2 separate regions of the Mus musculus genome follow, and region 2 is linked to region 1. Evidence: chromatin contacts called from public HiChIP or PLAC-seq data. All regions are on one chromosome and are shown on one strand. The core of a region is the stretch at or near the end of the contact, and the rest is flanking DNA. Distances in the headings are between cores, read along the strand shown. Region 1 has its middle 66 kb from the start of 4732440D04Rik. Region 2 has its middle 60 kb from the start of Gm23274.

Region 1 (3,043 bases), core at 219-2,718:
ACAAAAGTCAGCATAGCCACTGTCTACTGAGACCATTACAATCTTACGTCATAAACTAGCTACAGTGTTTAGGCCAGAACATCAAGAGCTAGGTAGGATTTATTGACCTTTTGCAATGCAGTAACAGAATGCCTGACAGAATTCTTTTGACTCCCGTCTTCATGGTAGGAGAAACTCAGATCATAAAAGCAAGAATATGTTGGTAAAGTTGTTCATATTAAGCTGACCAAGAAACAGAGTGAAGCATGAAAGGGGCAGGGATAACATGTCCCTGAGAACTTTCCTCCAGGAACTCACCACTTTCAGCTCATTTCTACTTGACAAAGTCTACGTACAGAACTCTCCCAAAATATCTGGGCCCAAGTGTTCAAAATTTGATCCTTCAGAGGATATTTCAGGTTCAGCATGTAACATTATTGTGTATGTAATAAATTGAAAGGACATGGTTGTATTCAAGAAATAGTCATCACTTTTATCACTTTTATAGAAAGAGCTATTACAATCTACAAATATGTTTAGTTTTCTGAATACTCTCATGAGTAAGTATTCATGTATTAATTTTGTTATTTTTTTATAAATGTACACCACACTTGTAAGTAATAGGTTGCTATGAAAAATATTAATAAATTCTGTATCCCTGTTGGAAAGTAGATATTGGATGAAGCTTAAAAGTTTTTTCTAACCTGGCTAGCTCCCAAATAATTGAGTCTGAGACCTATTGAAATATTTATTCAACAAGCTTTAAGCACAATTGACTAATTTTTCTAACCCTCTATGCTTACCTAACTACTTCCCAGCCACATGCCCCAACTTACTGGTATTTAGTCTCTCCCTGGCTTGCTTTGCTGTAGCTATCTGTCCTTATGGAGAACTCCCTTGGCAACTCCTACTTACGGAGACCTTCATCTTTCTCTACCTGTCTCATGGCCCTTCTTCTGGACCCTCTGCCTCTGACAAGCCTTGGTCTTGGCTGAGCTGCTCATTCTTTTAGAAGCGGCACCACCATAGGCCGCTCCTCCAGTTTGCCAGTTACTTATCCACTTTTTTTTTTCACTTCTTTTTCCCAGGTAGAGAGGTTATCTGGCTTTCTGAGTATATTCTTCATGCATATTTTTAAATATAATAAATCCACATGGAATTGGGAGTGGCCCAGATTATTTATACATATCTTGAATTTTGAGCACTTTTAACAGCTTATAGCATTTCTATTTTATAAGTACAGATGCTGACAGTAAAAGCATATTAGAATGATATTTAGAAAATTCCCATTAAATAATGCCTGACATTAAAGTGACTTTTTAGTGCTCATGTGCAGGGAAATATAAAACATTTATTCTGACTGAGTCCCAAATATAACTACAAGATGGAAGATCACGTATTCAAGATTACTGTAAACCAGAAGTGGGAGTATCTACCTCTGATCACAGCACTCTGGAGGCTGAAGCAAGTAGAAAACCACATTCAAATTCAACCTAGGGTACTCAGATCCCATTGTTAAAATTAACAGACAAGCCCACAAAGAAAGGGGCTGAGTGTAGTCTCCCCTCCCCCAGCCTGAAACCTGCTTGCTCAGGGGTGGAGCTTGCCGCTCAATCCTTCTGCCACGCCCACTGCTGGAGCCTGCCGCTTTGCTGTTCTGAAGCCATCACGTGTTCACCTGCAACCTTACTCCAAGATTATTTGGCGGGAGTCGGCCCCTCCGCTTCCTTCATAATGGAGTGTCGGAGAAGTAAAATTGAACCTTGAGCAGAGCCTTGTCTTGGTTCCGTCTTTATCTCGCCGCCTAGCCCCTCTTCTCTTCCAGGTTTCCAGAATGCCTCTCCAGGCTAGAACCCAGACCTGTGATCTGCTGGCCGGAGACAACAGCTGAGGAGATGGTTCACTTGATACAGTGTTTGCCACATATGAGGAACTGAGTTCAGATCTCAAATACCCATGTCAAAAATAAAAACAAAAACAAAACAACAGCAGCAGCAGCAACAACAACAACAAAGACAGGCATAGCAGCAAATACCTGTAATCCCAGTGCTGGACACAGACTGTAGCATCCCGGAAGTTTATTGCCAGCCTGACTAGCTGAGTCAGTGAGGCAGCTTCAGTAAGAGACCTGATTAAAAATAAAGTGGAAAGCAACTGAGGAGGACGTGTGATGTATCTTCAACATCCATATTCATGTTCATATTAAAGTATGCCACTTGTACACACAAGTACACATGAATACCTACAAAAAAAATAAAACAACCCTACAAAGTTCACTGTAGTAGCAAACCACAGTGGGTGTTACTGGAATCGACAGTGATTTTCATGATTAAGAAAACAACCATTTCTTGTAAAGGACATGGTTCATGAGTCATGGAAAATGACAGAGTGACAATGTCTTCTCCATGGGCTTCTCATGATAATTTGAGCTGCTCAGATAAATCCTACACTTACAAGAAACTTGATTTTCTGACCAGACTTTGTACTTGAAAGAAATAAACATTTTGCTTTAAGGAATATTCTGGGTAAGAGCAAACACGGTAAACCATTCACACATTATAGGACAAAACACAAAGATGTTAATGTCTAAAGATCAGGACACACACTGAAGGCCACACAGAAGCTGAGTTGACGAGAACCTGCAGTCAGCCACTTCCAGTTCCCATTAGGATCCCATCCTTTACCTTGGCTAGGCTTATCAGAGATCCCACAGCATCGGTGCCCATTACCAAACTTCATCATCACCTTCCTTGAAAAATCTCGACTTGTTTCCTATAGAAAATTCCAGTGTCTTTTGCAGAACCTGCTGTAAGGAACAGGGTATCTACTTAACAGAATTGCTTTAAAAATGGATTCCAAAGAAAACAACTTTAATATATACAGTTTGTTTTTTAAAACCCATTTCTCTCAACCTTGAATGTACTGTAGCCACAAACTTTATCTGAAACACATAAAAATGTTTATGAAATGTATTGTTGAAGTAAATGTGAAAAGTAAAACATGTAGAAGAAAATAGGAAAATACCATCGTATATTTGAGGAAAAAAAAAACCAACAAATTTCTT
Region 2 (3,141 bases), core at 567-3,066, 920 kb after region 1:
AGCATGGGAAATAAATCCAGCTGAAATTGAAGGGCCTCACCTTCAGTGAAATTCACCTCAATGAAATTCTTATGAGTTCAGTAGTGTGGGACATGCAGAAATATCCCTTCTAAGGTAAAGGATAAATTATTGCAATTAGCTCCTACCACGACCAAGAAAGACTTGTGTTAAGTGAGTCTATTTGAAATCTGGAGAGATGTATGATTGGACCAGAGCAGGTCACGAAGTTATGAGTAAGTTACATGAACAAGTTGCCTGAATGCCTATGGTTTCTACTTCTATCATAGCGCCATCTGGTGGCAGTAATACATAGGGTGCAGAAGCCAGAGAAGGGGATTGATTATTGGCTTGCTTATCATGGCTTACTCAGCCTGCTTTCTTTTCTGCCCTTTTAAAATATTCATTCTTCTCTTATACATTACATCGTAACTAAACTTTCTTCCCTGTCCATTCCTCCCAATCCCCTCTGTCCTCATTCTCTCTCCCTCAGATCCATTCCTCTTCCATTTCCCTTCAGAAAAGAACAGGCATCCCAAGGATATCAACTGATCATGACATAACAAGTTCAAATAAAACTTGGCACAAATCCTTATCTCAAGGCTGGACAAGGCAATCCACTTAATTGATTACGTAGGAAGTGTGTTCTTTTGGTGTCCTTTTCCTCTCTGGCTCATACAACCCCACCCCCATCTCCACCCCCTTCTGCTGTGTTCCCTGAGCTCTGCCTAATGTTTGGCTATGGGTCCCTACATTTGCTTATATCAGTTGCTGGATTAACTCTCTCTGATGATGTTTGGGCTAGGCTAAGTATAGCAAAATATCATTAGGAATTTTATTTTTCTTTTGTCAGTTGCGTTTGATTCTATCTTTAGTCTCTGTGCTATCCAGCTTCTGGTTCCAGGCTATCCAGATACTGTGAGGCATGGGTTACCTCTTGTGGTGTTGACCAGTCGTCATTGGCTGGGCACATCCAAAAGCCCTGCTTCACCATTGTTTCAGTGCATCTTGCAGGCGGGGAAGGAGTGGGTCATAGATTTTAGGGCTGGGTTACTGTCCCAGTCCTACCAGTAGGAGTCTAGCCTGTTTACAGAAGACAGTTGGTTCAGGCTCTGCATTGTCTATTACTAGGAGCCTGGCCCAAGGTCACTATTAGTATAGGGAATCTATTCTTTCCATTTGAAAACTCCAACACACACTCAAAATTACTGATGTATCTATCTTATCACTTGGAAATAACTCTCATACTCCCTAAGAACCAAATAAAATGAAAACCTTTACACTTTTATGGACATAAGGTTAGAAACAAGGAGAAATAGCTCTTTTCTCTCTTTGAGACATCCCACATTTCTACCTGTCTGTCTTCCCCTTTCCTAGATGTCCTATGCCTCCATCTGTCCCCTCCTCCTTGACAGTCTTGCCTGCTTCTAATCACAGCTCCAAACTTTCCCCTTGCACTTTCTGCTTTCGGGCCATTCAAACTTCTGCCACAGATCTGTAGGAACACCGTGGCTGACTGCTGGGCACTTTGCACCCCGCCCAACCCTAATCCTCAACAGCAAATTACCTCTGGCTAGCCCTGTTCCTACAGTGAGTGAGAGTGCACTGTCAGTACAGCCAGCCCTGCCCTACAACAGGTGTTGCGCTGCGATCTGAGTAAAGCCTTGTGCTCCACCGCCGGTGGCTTGAAACCTCCACAGGCATAGCAGTAACTGTGTGGCCACTTCTCTTCCTCTGAGGCACTGGAGCTACAGATCACACCTCTCAGGCCAGATCATTTTGAGCTATCAATGCAGGCCACGCCCACATCCCTCTTTCCAATCTCCATGACCATGGCCAGTCAGGTCCCTTGCTGCTATAAAATGCCCCACTGCCACCTTCAGTTGTTAACAGCAACCGCCTGCTTTTACCGCCAGCTCTGAAACCAGATTGCTTCCTTTTCCGATTCCCTCTCCAAACCTGAATTCCTCTCCAAGTCTCTGGTGCTCGATAAGCAAGGTGGGTTCTGCCTCTCCAACCGCCCTTAGCAAAGTTACCCAAACAAATCTTCCACCTATCTCCTCTGCTGTTTTGGCCCTTTCCTGCCACTCTCCACTTTCCTCAGTCCCGAAGCCCCACCCCTTCCGACTGCTCGGGGAGTTTGTTCAGATTGCATCAATCTGCACAACCTCCTCCTCTCTCTCTTGCTGCTGCCACTCAAAAGGCTCACTGTGGCTGCCACTCAAAAGGATCACTGTAGTCCCTGCTGTCCCTGCCCACCCTATCTGCAACTCCTTGTCAATGTCTCCTTTAGAATCTGACGGCAGCTCCCCTTCTTTCAGTCGTTTCCATACTCATTTTTGTGAGAGACTGCCTTTGCCCCAATTCTAACCCTTGGGAAAGTGACTGGCGTGGATAGGTCTGTTCCTTTCCTGTGTCCTGTTCTCTTTTGATGAATTTGCCCTATAGCATTACCTTCTTTGTCCTCTATATACTCCTTTCTATTAACCTCCTCCTCCTCCTCCTCCTCCTCCCCCTCCTCCTCCTCCTCCTCCTCCTCCTCCTCCTCCTCCTCCTCCTCCAGGAACCTGGGACAAAGGACTGCTGTGCATATTTTACATATCAAAGCAGACCTGGCCTCCAGGTTCTTCCTTCAAGGCCGGCCTCTACTTAGCACACCCTGCCCCCAACTCAGAACTTTCCAGCCCAAGGGCTAGGCTGCCCTTTCCTCTGAGGCTCCTCCCTATAAAATCTAGACATTCAGGGCGCTTGCACTCCCTCCCCCTCCTTTCTCTTCCCCTCCTCCCTCTTCCCTCCTCTTTCTCCTCTCTTCTCTTTTTTCTGAGTTCACACTCTTTCTCTCCTTCTCTCTCCCTCCCCTCCTCCTCTTCCCCATGGCGACTTCTTTGGCCTTGGTCTTTGGAGCCAGGGAACAGCTTCCCAATAAACCTACCTTTAATATAATCTAATTAGGTTTAAATTGGTTCATTTCACAGGCTTCAAAGAAATAACCTGTCAGTGTGTTTGGGAAAAAGCTTATGACCATACAACTCACCCCATAGGAGCTGCAGCAGTTCCTGATGTAGATTCTACTGAAATTGTAACAACAGACATAACTGCCAGGACAGAGACTGGATCATCACTTGTCTCCTCCCTGACCTGAGG

Evidence for each region. HiChIP or PLAC-seq counts read pairs in DNA pulled down with a chosen protein or histone mark.
Region 2: an H3K27ac HiChIP or PLAC-seq map of embryonic stem cells shows a contact between it and region 1, with 4 times the contacts expected there. The contact joins two enhancer-like sites.

The regions. Positions count from the first base shown.
Region 1 is chr1:6,281,018-6,284,060 of GRCm38.p6, forward strand. No RefSeq gene overlaps it. Among named protein-coding and RNA genes, the nearest start is that of 4732440D04Rik, 66 kb to the left of the region's middle. Within about 2 kb of position 1,469, at least 19 of the 459 cell types and tissues checked have an H3K27ac peak or open chromatin away from gene starts, as enhancers often do. A contact at or near this core is called in embryonic stem cells, where this site is marked.
Region 2 is chr1:7,204,660-7,207,800 of GRCm38.p6, forward strand. No RefSeq gene overlaps it. Among named protein-coding and RNA genes, the nearest start is that of Gm23274, 60 kb to the right of the region's middle. Within about 2 kb of position 1,817, at least 98 of the 459 cell types and tissues checked have an H3K27ac peak or open chromatin away from gene starts, as enhancers often do. A contact at or near this core is called in embryonic stem cells, where this site is marked.